Regions from separate parts of the Callithrix jacchus genome. Here regions 1 and 3 are each linked to region 2. Evidence: chromatin contacts called from public Hi-C data. All regions are on one chromosome and are shown on one strand. Each heading gives the region's core, a stretch centred on a gene start, on an enhancer-like site or on the middle of the called end of the contact. The rest is flanking DNA. Distances are from core to core; before and after follow the strand shown. Region 1 holds the start of PDLIM7 (PDZ and LIM domain 7). Region 2 has its middle 16 kb from the start of NSD1. Region 3 holds the start of PRR7 (proline rich 7, synaptic).

Region 1 (4,454 bases), core at 895-3,394, 390 kb after region 2:
ACTGGGTGCCTGGGTGGGTCTCTCTGGGCAGGCGGATATAGGGGCAGGAAGTCCCCACCCCTGCCTGACCCCCAGCCCATGGGCTGGCCTCACCCACTCTGGGCAGGCAATTTGCTGTGTCTCACTACTGGACCATACAGCTGGAGCTGCAGCCTCCTGCCCTGCTGAGGGGCCCACCGGTGGGGTTCAGGGAGCCAGGCCTAGGTCAGCCCTTTTCAGCTCTGCAGACTGTAGCCACTGTTGGCCATCCCAGCATGGGGCTGCATTCTTGGGCTTATAAGGCAATCCCCCTACTACAGGGAGGAGCCAGCTTCCAGCTCCACCCCCACCAGGGCAGGCTCTTGGGAACCAAAGTTAAGCCCCTAGAGCTGAGCCCTGTCCTACACTTCTGCTTGGGGTCAAAGGCCACCACATCCTGAATGAGAACGGTGGATGCAGGTCCTTACATAGGCTGGGGAGGGACCCGTTCTCTTACCCACAAAAAAATGCACCCCATCCTGTGCCTCAGTTCCAATCCCTGCTTTACCATGGACTCAATGATTGAGCCCCTCCACCTCTCCATGATTTCCTCCTCTCATCTAGAAAAACAGGATGACTGCTATTCTCTGGGTGGCAGTGAGTTTGAAGTGAAATCCTATAGTCAGAGTGCCCTACCTGTGGCCTGGCTCCCCTCTCAAGTTTAGATACCTCCTGGAGATGTCAGGCTCCCATCCTGCACAATGAGCCTCCCTCCAGCCCTCTGAGGTGGCCACAGGAGTTTGGGAGAACAGCTTCAGGTACAGAGCAGGACTGGGGAAGCTGGACTGCTTCTCTCCCAGTGTCCACGTCATTGGGAGTCCTTGTGGCCGGCAGGTACCACCACATCTCTGGACCTGAACATCTCCTGGCCTGCTGGCCCCTAACTATCTCCTGTTAGGACTCCCCCCATCACCCTCTGGAAACCTGAGCACCCAAAGACTGCTGGGGGAGCCCCTCCCCAAACCTAGGCTCACCCGGGAAATGGAGAGGGGCATATTGAAGTCCTTGCCCCCTTGCAGCCGGAAGCCCCAAGGTGCTGGTCCCTCCAGCACTACCTTGAAGGAATCCATGATGCCGGCTTCTGAGAGGAAAGAAGAGAAGGTGTTACCAGCATGGTGGGTGCGCAGGCAGGACGGCCCAGCTCAGGATACCAGCCCTGGACAGGGGCCAGGCAGGCACGGGCAGCGGTGAGCACACCCAAGGTATAGTAGGCAGGTATTTTGTCAGGCTGGGCTGTGCTGCTGGCTGGCGTACCTCAATTTGGAAAGAGGAGCAGCCTCTGTCCCCTAGGGACTGGAACGGTGAGTGATGCCTAAATACAGGCTCGAGGTTCTTTTCAACCAGGGGTGGGCCAAGGGACTAAACTGGTGTGGCCTCCCCCCAAGGCAGCCAGCCTGGAGCCTCGGGTGGCCGGGTGAGTCAGGGGCCGGCTCTCCTCTCCCCCGCCCCCAGGTCCCGGCAGGCAGGCCGCGACTGGAGCCTGCTCGGACTATATAAGGCATGTAAGCTGACACTGTGCGAAGAGCCAGCGGAGGGAGCACACGGGGGCTTGGGACGCGAGGGGGAGGGGAGGGAGGCGGCTGGAGCGGATCCTAGCCATTCCGGGACCAGTGGAGGCTGCTGGGAGCCAGGGCGGGACCCCTGGGTGCTGAAGAAGGGGGAAGGCGAGAGTGGGGTGTGGCCCCTGTGGAAACAGGTTGGGGCCAGGACCCTAAACCACAGCTTGGAGGGGAATCCTTCCCGGAGCCCAGTGGAGGTGGTGCCTCCCACACAGAAGTGCTCCCACACCGAAGTGACTCAGTTTCCCCCTAGTCCCCCGCCCGAGCCCCATGCATTGGACTGGCCCCGGCCGCAGGAAGCAGCGCAGGCGCCAATCGGCTCCGCCGCAGCCGGCTTCGCGGCAGGAAGGCGGGGGCGGGGGCGGAGGCAGGGGGCAGAGCCCGCGGGAGGAAGCACAACCTGGATCACGACCCCCAGAGCCCTTGTCCTCAGCACGCCCCGGGCGCCCGCCTGGTCCAGCCCAAGACGTCCCGCGCGGTCATCGATACCTGCTTGGCCCCGCCGGGGCGCTGCTCGCTGTCAGGCTCCAGGGAGCCGCGTTGAGATCCGCCGCCAGCGATCTGACCCCGCCCCCGCAGCCGCCCTCCGTTTTGAGGGCGCGGGAGGGGGCGGGGAAGCAGATCACGCCCTCACATGGCCACGCCCACCAGCCGTCCTCCGCTGGTAGAAAGTCCCACCCAGATCTTCAGCCCCGCCCAATCACGAAGTCCCCTCGGGCTTCGGGCTGCGAGGCCTCGCCGACCCGGTCCGGGCAGTGGGGCGGAGCCGCGGCGGGCGGGGCGGAGCCGGGGCGGGAGGGGCGGGGTTGCGGGTCACTTCTTTAGGAAGGCGCTGCCTCGCCCAGTCCCTCGCACCACCCGCTGGCGGAGGGAAAGGAAAACGGCCCTTCCTACCGGACGGACCTGGGACCTTGTCTCTAAACTTTCGTTTCCTACTCAGAAAAATGGGGCGATCACACTCGCTTCGCAGGGCCGCCACGAGGGTCGGTATCCTAGCACAACCGTCGGGGGCTCAGAATTTCTAAATCAGGGGCTGGAGGAGACAAGTCGAGGTGGGAAAGTTGAGGCCTACAGGGGCGTTTAAAGCTAGATTTGCGCAACGCTGTACCGAAGGCAGGAAAACAGGGCCGGAGCGGACGCCAGTGGCCCCTGGCCTGTGGGCCCTGCCCTCGCTCGCAGCCCCGCAGCCCTGACCCGGCCCGCGCCCCGTCGGAAGCGCCGCGTCCCCCTCCACCCCGGCCAGAATGGGCTGCGCCTCGGGGAGGGCGTCCTTAGAGTCCCGGCCCCGCGATCAGCCGGGCACTATGGCCGGCGGCGCAGACACTGAGTGCAAGTGGGTTTCGGGGTGAGGGAAGGGGCATCCACCTTCCACTCGCTTGGTGGTCCCGGTCCGTCAGCTCCTCCTAGGACATGGTCGCTGCAGTTCTCCCCTCTCCATCCACTGTCATCACACCCGCCCTCTTCTGCACAAACCGCCGTGAGAGTTCTCATTGTTAAAGACCTTCTCTTGACCCCGGATTCCTCTCCAGCTACTACCCTTTAATTCTCTTGAGAGTAAAATTCCTCCAGGGAGTTGTCTGTTTATCGCGTCTCCACTTGCTTTCCTTCGGTTATCTCTTGAAGCCATGCCAGTCAGACTTTTGTGAGCACCAGTCCCCTGAGATCTCTCTTCTCAAGGTCCCCAGTGGCGTGGAGGCCATCGGGCCATGGAATCCATGGTAGTTCAGTTTCATCCTGCCCTGCCTAGGGGCAGCACTGGTCCAGGTTGATCCTATTCCCGGAAACACCCTTTTCCCCTGGCTTCACAGCTTTTCCCTGCCCCACTGGCCTCTCCTTCCCATCCTCCTCCAGGGTCTCCTCCTCTGCCTCTGGCCTTGGCCGTCTGATGTAGAGCCTCTCTTTATGCTCACCCCCTAAGACCCTATGCAGTCCTGTGGCTTTCAATACCATCTATATGCCAAGGCATCCCACGTTTCATGGCCAGCCTGACCTCTCCCCAAGAACTCCAGACTCAACTATCCAAAAGCCTGGCTAGATGTTTACTAGATCAGCAGAAGGTGAGCAGCGGCAAGCCAGAGAAGCTGAGTTTAGGGGCAGCATTAGATTCCCATAGGAGTGTGAAGCCTACTATGAACTGTGCATGCGAGGGATCTAGATTTCTCATTTTTTCTGAGAATCTAATGATAATGGGTCAGGTGCGGTGGCTCATGCCTGTAATCCCAGCACTTTGGGCGTCTGAGGTGGGTGGATCACTTGAGGTCAGGAGTTCAAGATCAGCCTGGCCAACATGGTGAAATTCTGTCTCAGCTGGGCATGGTGGTGCATGCCTGTAGTCCCAGCTACTTGGAAAGCTGAGGCTGGAGAATCGCTTGAACCCGGGAGGCGGAGGTTGTAGCAAGCCAACATGGTGCAACTGCACTCCAGACTGGGCAACAGAGTGAGACTCTGTCTCCAAAAAAAAGACTCTAATGGTAAATGTCATGCACTTCAACCATCTGAAATCATGCCCACCCCACCCCCAGTCCGTGGAAAAATTGTCTTCCATGAAACCAGTCCCTCCATCCAAAAAAGTTGGGGAACCACTGTACTAGTTATCTCAGACCATCATGGTCCAATTCAAACTTGTGCCTTTTCCACCTCCCTAAGTCCTTCCTCACTTCAAGAAGTGCCACCAATATTCATCCAACTGGTTCAGCAGAAACGAAGTTATCCTTCCTTTCTCTTTTCTCTGTCCTCCCCTAGATTCTACAAATTCTGCCTTCAACATGTTTCATAACTAACCACTGCTGCCACCATTGTCCTAGCCACTGCCATCTTGTGTCTGTGCCCCTGTGACAGTTTCCTAACAGGCATCCCTGCTTTCACCCTTGCCCCCTC
Region 2 (4,074 bases), core at 644-3,143:
GATGGATCACCTGAGGTTGGCAGTTCAGGACCAGCCTGGACAACATGGAGAAACCCCGTCTCTACTAAAAATACAAAAAAATAGGCCGGGCACGGTGGCTCAAGCCTGTAATCCCAGCACTTTGGGAGGCCGAGGCGGGCGGATCATGAGGTCAAGAGATAGACACCATCCTGGTCAACATGGTGAAACCCCATCTCTACTAAAAATACAAAAAATTAGCTGGGCATGGTGGCGCGTGCCTGTAATCTCAGCTACTCAGGAGGCTGAGGCAGGAGAATTGCCTGAACCCAGGAGGCGGAGGTTGCGGTGAGCTGAGATCGTGTCATTGCACTCCAGCCTGGGTAACAAGAGCGAAACTCCGTCTCAAAAAAAATAAAAAAATAAATAATAAATAAAAATAAAAATACAAAAAATTAGGCGGGCATGGTGGTGCATGCCTGTAATCCAAGCTACTCGGAAGGCTGAGGCAGGAGGATCGCTTGAACCCGGTCGGCAGAGGTTGCCGTAAGCAGAGAATGCGCCATTGCACTCCAGTCTGGGCAACAAGAGCAAAACTCCATCTCAAAAAAAAAAAAAAATACAAAAATTAGTCGGGTGCGGTGGTGGGCACCTGTAATCCCAGGTACTGGGGAGGCTGAGGCAGGAGAATCGCTTGAACCCGGTAGGCAGAGGTTGCAGTGAGCTAAGATTGCACCACTGTACTCCAGCCTGGGCGACAGCGAGACTCCACCTCAAAATATATGTATACATATATATATTATATATTTACTATAAATAAGCACACAACTTAATACATATTTATTGAATGAATTTATGTTGAACCTGAGTTATCTGTGAGGTTCCCTGAGACATCTGTGACTTTAGGCGGTGGTACAAATCTAGGTTAGATAGGGGCTCCAGCATTGCTGTCATCTAGGGAATGCACGTGCTGAGTGGATGAGATCCCTTGCAGAAGGTGAGTGAATGATAATCAAAGTGGGCCTGGGATGGGGCACTGGGACACCACTGTTTGCCAGGCAGGGAAAAGAGAAGGCATGCCCATGACAGAGAGGCACAGAGAAGGGCTTGTGAGAATTAGGAGCGATCAGGCAGGAGTGGCACGGCCTGGAAACCTGGCTGATTCAAGTGGGGTAAAAAGTCAAATGCTGCTCAAAGTAAAGCAGCAAAGATCACGAAACGTCACCAGATTTGGTTACAGTGGCACTGCTGGTGGTCTGAAGCCAGACTACAGTGAGATGAGGAGGAAGATGAGGAAGAGGGGGCAGGACAGTGGAGGGGAGGAGAGGCAGAGCCTGGTTGCAGGGGAGTTGAGACTTTTCTCTGCCGTTTGTGGGGGGCCAGGAAGGAGCAAGAAGACAGGAAAGGGTTGGCGCTCCAGAGGCGCAAGAGGAGAAGGAGACAAGAAACCCAAGTTAGCAAATAAGGCAGGACTGAAAGCCAAGGAGCATGGCCGGCCCAGTCGTCCTGTCTCGTTCTCCAAGCGCTGCCGCAGGGCTGGTGGTGAATTCAGATAAACAGGCACAAAGGACCAGTGGGGTCGCTCGCAAGATCTGGGACACGTTGAACGTTATTAAGAATTGGCCGCCCTTTCCCGGCGTAACCCAGCACACAAAGATGATCTTTTCCGAAACTCCACCGCCGCAGAGTCTTTCGCGGGGCCCACGGCACCAGCCGCCGCTGATTGGTCCGTGGCAGCCACCTGACCGAACGAACCAATCGGAGGCGTTCTCCCAGGAATGAGGCCCGCGTGTGGCCGGGAGGGGAACCGGAACTGAGTGCTTCAGGGCTCAGCTGCTGTGCGGGCCACGTGCGGGGTTCTGCTGGCACCGAACTGTGAGGCTGGGGTCGGGTCTCCCACTACCCTGTTCTGCCGGCCGAAGGTGTCGGGGAGTCCGCCTGCCCCAGACGTCAGGACCCTGTGTCCTTTTGCTAAATTCCCACTTTTTCGCTCGCTGGCTTCTGGGGCTATGTCCTTTTTCCCTTTCGTCCAAAGTAATAGATTTGGAGGCAAGCAGACCAAGTTGAAATTACTTCCTCCGCCGGGCGCGGTGGCTCACGCCTGCAATCTCAGCACTTTGGAAGGCCTAGGCGGGCGGATAGCTTTAGCTCAGGAGTTTGAGACCAGCCTGGGCAACATGGTGACACCGCGTCTCTATTTAAAAATACAAAAATTAGCCGGGGGGCGGGCGCGGTGGCTCACGCCTATAATCGCAGCACTTTGGGATGCCAAGGCGGGTGGATCACGAGGTCAAGAGATCGAGACCATCCTGGTCAACATGGTGAAACTGCGTCTCTACTAAAAATACAAAAATTAGCTGGGCATGGTGACGGGCGCCTGTAGTCACAGCCACTCGGGAGGCTGAGGCAGGAGAATTGCTTGAACCCAGGAGGCGGAGGTTGCAGTGAGCCGAGTTCGCGCCATTGCACTCCAGCCTGGGTAACAAGAGCGAAACTCCGTCTCAAAAAAATAAATAAATAAAAATTAGCCGGGCATGGTGACGCGTACGTCTAGTCCCAGCTACCCTAGAGGCCCAGTGGGAGAATCACTTGAGCCCAGGTGTTTGAGGGTGCATTGAGCCATGATGGCACCACTGCACTCCGGCCTGAGCGACAGATTCCGTCTATTAAAAAAAAAAAAAAAAATTAGCCGGGCATGGCAGTGCATGCCTGTGGTCCCAGCTATGCTGGAGGCCAAGGTGGGAGGATCATTCTTGAGCAAGAGGAGGCGGGGTGCAGTGAGCTGAGATCACGCCACAGCACTCCAGCCTGGGCGAAAGAGTGAGACCTTGCCTCAAAAATAAATAAATGGATAAATTAATAAATGCCGAGCACGCTGGCTCACACCTGTAATCCCAGCACTGTGGGAGGCCAAGGTGGGCAGATTGCTTGAGCTCAGGAGTTTGAGGCCAGCCTGGGTAACATGGCAAAACCCGTCTCTACCAAAAAATAGAAAAATTAGCAGAATGTGGCGGTGTGTGCCTGTGGTCCCAGCTACTCGTGAGGCTGAGGTGGGAGGATCACTTGAGCCCAGAAGGCGGAGACTGCAGTGAGCCGAGATTACACCACTACACTCCAGCCTGGGTGACAGAGCAAGACCCTGTTTAAAAAGAAGAAAAAAAGAAAAGAAAAATTACTTGCTTATCATATGACCTAGGACAAGTGTTTCATTTCATTGAATCTCTGATACCTCTTCTAGAAAATGGGACGACTCATACCTACTTTAATATCTTTGTGAAGATTGTAAAGTCTCGTGCCTGGCACACTGTGAGCTCCCAAAACACATTGGTAACAATTTTTATGATTGTGGATAATCCTACCCTCGAGGAACTCACAATCCAATCACACACGGCCTTGTACTAAGGCTTTTTTCCCCCTATTCTCCTTTACTAGAATCTATACTGCTTGTTAACAAGGGCATAACCCCAAGGTGGGTGGATCACCCGAGGTCAGGAGTTCAAGACCAGCCTGGCCATCATGGTGAAACCCCATCTTAAAAAAAATAATAATTAAAAAAAAAAAAACAGGGCATAACCATATGCCTTTTTAGTCTTCCAATCCCACAATCCTTCACTTGGTCTAACAAGGATAAACATAAGCTATACAGAAACAGTAGTAGGACAGTACATGAAACCATAGGATTTATATCAGGAAAAACACCAGCAATAAGGTGGCGATATTTGTAACACAACAGGGATGTACTGAAACACATCTTGCTAGAAGGCTGGCATGCACCAACTCTGTGTGAACCTTGCTAGAATAATGATCATGACTACAACCATGGGAGGACTTGACAGGTGCTAGACACTGTGGTAAGCTTACATATTACCTCTCAACAATCCCACTTCAGGCCAGGTGTGGTGGCTCACACCTGTAATCCCAGCACTTTGGGAAGCTGAGGTGGGTGGATCACTGGAGGTCAGGAGTTTGAGACCAACCTAGCCAACATGGCTAAACCCCGTCTCTACTGAAAATACAAAAATTAGCTAGGTATTTTGCGTATCTGTAGTCCCTGCTACTTGGGAGGCTGAAGCAGGAGAATCTTTTGAACCTGGGAGGTGGGTTTGCAGTGAGATC
Region 3 (3,991 bases), core at 432-2,931, 340 kb after region 2:
TCCACACATATACCTAGAGTGAGAACCAGGTGGCAGAACTGTCCTCCCGTTAACTTAGAAGGTGTTCAGAGGATATGGAGGAGCTCCAGGGTCTTAGTTATGGACCCCATTCTCATCAGGGCACACCCACCAGAAGCAAGATGCTAGAGCCATTTGGTTTTGCATGCTTGAGCTCAGTTGCAAACCCAAGGAGTCAGTGGCCAGGCTGGATACTTGGCCACTGTGCACTGAGGGAGCAGTGCATTTGGGTTCACAGGCTCACAAGGATGGCACCCATAGGGCAATGATTCCTCTGATGAAATCAGGGTGCCTGTATACAAGGAGAAGGGAATGGATACTGGAAGAGCATTCCCTTTGGCCATAAGGAATACATATCCTCTCCTTTAACTCATAGGCACTTAGATTTGTTCACCAATAGAGACTCAGCCTAAATGAGTCCAAAAACAATCATTTGTGGAGTTGTTTGCTTGTTTTTTGCTCAAATGATGGGGAAGCAATTGGGGTTCTCTTTCCCCCAGGGACAGATGGCAGGATATGAGCCTAGGGCTATGGGAGTTGTCCTTGATACCTCTTGGGGTGAGTTTGCCTGAGACTGATGCAAACAGAAGCAGGTACGTACCTGATGCCACGGCAGGAATACCTGGAAGCAACTATGACCAAAGCTAGAATCTCTACCCTGGGACTTGCCAGTTACATGAGCTAGTCCCCTTTGAGCTCAAACCTTTTTTCTTTCTTTCTTTGTTTTTTGGAGACAGGGTCTCACTCCATTCCTTAGGCTGGAATGCAGTGGTATGATCTTGGCTCACTGCAACCTCTGCCTCCCGGGTTCAAGCAGTTCTCCACAGGCATGTGCCATCATGCCCGGCTAATTTTTTTTTTGGTAGATGTGGTGTACAGCTCAAACCTATTTGAGGGTTCTGTCACTTGCAACCCCAAATGTGCCAGCTGATGTGGTGGAGGGTGTTTTTGGAAAACACCTTAAGTGCAGTGGAGAAGTTGGACGAAAAATAGCCCAATTAAAAGGCGGATGGACAGCCAGGTTCAGAATGGCCTCTGCAAGCTTGGACCTCGGGGTAGACAGTGGGGCCCTCTCTAGGGGTCATCTGTTCCCTAGGGGAAGGCATGTCCACAGAGGCCAGGGCTGTGGATTCGGCACTAGGTCCTCCTTCCCCTGCTGCTTGCTAGTAGGCATGTGGTGGTGTACGCCTGCTGGGCACCTAACAGAAGGGGTCGTGAGTTGAGAGAGAGCCACATTGGGGTGCCTGCCTGCCCCGGGGCCCTGCCCACTGCGTGTGCGCAGCCCCTGTCAGGATGTGACGGGGGCCTGGACGTGTGTGTGCTCTCGAAGCTGAGCTGTGTGCACGTCGGGGTTCTCGACCTTAGCTGCCTGGCTGGGCATCCAGCGTGCATGACCGGTGTGGCCGGGGCTCCAGCCCGGCGTGTGCACTGGATCTGCCGGCACGTGCCTCCCTGTGAGGGTGCCCTGGCGGGTGTGAGCCCGGTGGGCTGGAGAGAGTCGGGGCTCGGCGCCGCAGGTGGGTGTCCGTCCTCCCCCTCCTTCCCTCCGGGGGCAGCCTACTCGCGGCGTGTGGCGGGGGATGGGGGGCCCTCTGCCGGCCGCCGCGCGCGCGCACGCCGGGCTCAGCACCCGCCGTGTACGCGCCCGTGCGCGCGCCCCGTGCCTCCAGCCCAGCGCTCGGAGCCGCTTTCGCTGCCACTGTCTGCTCCCACGGGCCGCCGCCGCCGCCTCCTCCCCGCGCAGGCCCGGGGCTCTGTCCGCTGGGCCCGCGCCACTCGCCCCGAGCCAGGAGAACGAGCTCGAGGAGGATGCCTGGGCGCGTGAGTACCGCGGCGGCTGCGGGCCGGGCGGGCACTGAGCGCGGGCGGAAGATGGTCCCAGGACTGAGCCCTTCCCCGCGGGCAGCTCTGCGCCCTGGCCCCGGGTCGCCGCCCCGGACCCCAGCCTGTGCCGCAGGCAGCCCCTCCCCCAGCCCACACCGGAGGGAGGGAGAGCTCCAGTGAGCTAGGGAGCCGGAGCGGGGCGCGAGCCGCCACCAGTTCGCTTGGAAACGGTTGCCACAGCAACGGGGTTGCGCTCCCCGGCAACACGACTGCGGGGCGGCGACGCCCCCTCCCCCTTTCCCTTCCCCCCACGCGTGCCCGCAGCTCGGGGGCGCAGGGGGAGACGGGTGCGCGGCGGGGGTACGTCGCCCCTCTGGCCCGGCTGGGTGTGCCTGCCTCCACAGCCCGTCGAGGATGGGGGTGGGGGCGAGTGGCCGTGGGCACGGGCTGGCTCCCACGTGGCTGCAGTCGTCGCAGCAGGGTTCCTGGGATGGCTGCAGACCTGGGGGTGGCCCAGCCCTTGGGCTTGTCACGGGAGGAGGAGGCACTGGAGGCTGGGGCTGGGGTCTCTGACCATAGACCCCCACCCACCCACCCAACCACTACCAACAACAACACCCAGGGCCTAACCGCGCCAGCCCTGGACATGGCCTGAGCTGAGTTGGGTTCCCCCAGGGGCGATGTTTCTTACCAGGGGAGAGGAGCGAAGCTTGCATCCCTCCTCCTCCTCACAGCCAGGGCATGTGCCACACCGGGCAGGGGCCCGCGGTGAGTCTCTGCTCCACGTTTCTAGCCACCATTCTCCAGGGAGGGGTGGAAGCAGAGTGGGCAGGAGCAGAGGAAAGGACATTGCTAACCCAGGGAAGCTGAAGCCCAGGCCAAATGGGAGCGACCCAGCCCATTGTCTGGATCACAAGTGCCCCTTTCTTGTCTGAGCACAATGCCCCAACTGTACTGAGTGGCTTGCAGGTTGGCCGGCAGGGAGGCCCGGGCCACATGGAGGTGCCCGGTCCTCCAGGGGAGCTCCTCTGGCGCTCAGAGGAAATGACCTCTGGCTCCCCTCCCAACCTCCCCTCAGTGGGCATCATGCTGGAGAGAGAAATGGCCCTCCTGCCAGCTCTCCCAGGCCTGACTCAGCAGATGCCAGCCACGACCACGGGCTTCAGATCCAGCATCCCAGCGACCACAACCACCCTTGGGTTTCCTTTCCCGTCCGGGGAGGCATACTAGAGGTGACTGGCATCTGAGGCATTTGAGGCCTTGGCATAAGATGCCCTTAGATGGGTGGTGCCCTGGAGGTCAGGCCTGAGTCTCCTGCAGGCAGGCGTACTCACAGGTGCTTTTCATTCCCTTCCTGCTCTGTGGGACCTGTGTTGAGCACTCTGCCTCCATTATCTCCTAATTTTTTACAACAATTGCAGAAGGTAAGTTTATTTTCCCTATTTGAGAGGTGAAGACTCTAAAGGGAGGCTCAGGGAGGTGAGTGACTTGCCCAAGGTCACACTACCCATAAGTGGCAGAGCTGAGTCTACAGTGCAGACTTCTCTGTGGGCAAGGCCCCTCTGCCTGCTAACTTCTCTTGTAACCCAGGCAGAAAAGAACCGTAGAGCCTTCAAGAAGAGCATTCTTAACCTTCCTTCACTTTCATCTAGTGAGGACATTCCCTTTCACGTCTTGGTACATTTTTTTTGCTTCCAGCAAAATCAGCCAAATTCTTTCTCCCTCAGATGGAATAGGACAGGGCTAGCTTTCTCCGTCCCTTCTTCACTTCCTCCCTCCTCCATTTTCTCCCCTTGGGTGAGACCAACCAGCAAAAGGCTGCCTCAGTCCCCTGGGAATCCCCCAACCCCTGGTCCTCGGCTCATGGGCTCCATGGCCTGCTCAGCTTGCAGTCTTGGCTGTGGGAGAGAAAATTTAGCGAAGCTGGGCCCATGCAGTGCTGCAGCCTGTGGGTGCTCTGTCTAGCTCCAGGCACTGGAAACCCAAACACTTCCAGTATCAGGGGGCAATGGAATGAGTGAGGTGGGCCAGGGAACCACTCAGCTCCAATCTTTGTCACCGTGTGAAATGTGGACTTGGTATGACCTGACTGTCCAATTTTCAAGATGAGCAGAAATCCAGACCTTTATATACAATCTCCTGGATTTTT

What was found. Hi-C and Micro-C count contacts between places; a contact is called where the count stands out from the background.
Region 1: a Hi-C map of skeletal muscle shows a contact between it and region 2, with 9 times the contacts expected there. The contact joins the promoter of PDLIM7 here to the enhancer-like site in region 2. A contact is called at or near these places in 2 of 3 Hi-C or Micro-C datasets (both in skeletal muscle).
Region 3: a contact with region 2 is called in a Hi-C map of induced pluripotent stem cells, with 3 times the contacts expected there. The contact joins the promoter of PRR7 here to the enhancer-like site in region 2. A contact is called at or near these places in 3 of 3 Hi-C or Micro-C datasets (induced pluripotent stem cells and skeletal muscle).

Annotation. Positions count from the first base shown.
Region 1 is chr2:68,638,801-68,643,254 of calJac240_pri, reverse strand. It overlaps PDLIM7 (PDZ and LIM domain 7), which reads right to left and starts at 2,144. Exons shown (of 12, transcript XM_078364629.1): 1 at 2,067-2,144; 2 at 993-1,099.
Region 2 is chr2:69,026,025-69,030,098 of calJac240_pri, reverse strand. No RefSeq gene overlaps it. Among named protein-coding and RNA genes, the nearest start is that of NSD1, 16 kb to the right of the region's middle. Within about 2 kb of position 1,893, at least 15 of the 16 cell types and tissues checked have an H3K27ac peak or open chromatin away from gene starts, as enhancers often do. A contact at or near this core is called in skeletal muscle, where this site is marked.
Region 3 is chr2:68,689,785-68,693,775 of calJac240_pri, reverse strand. It overlaps PRR7 (proline rich 7, synaptic), which reads left to right and starts at 1,681. Exons shown (of 3, transcript XM_002744488.7): 1 at 1,681-1,839. It overlaps LOC118151350, which reads right to left and starts at 2,729. Exons shown (of 5, transcript XM_078364632.1): 1 at 2,534-2,729. The coding sequence starts at 2,558.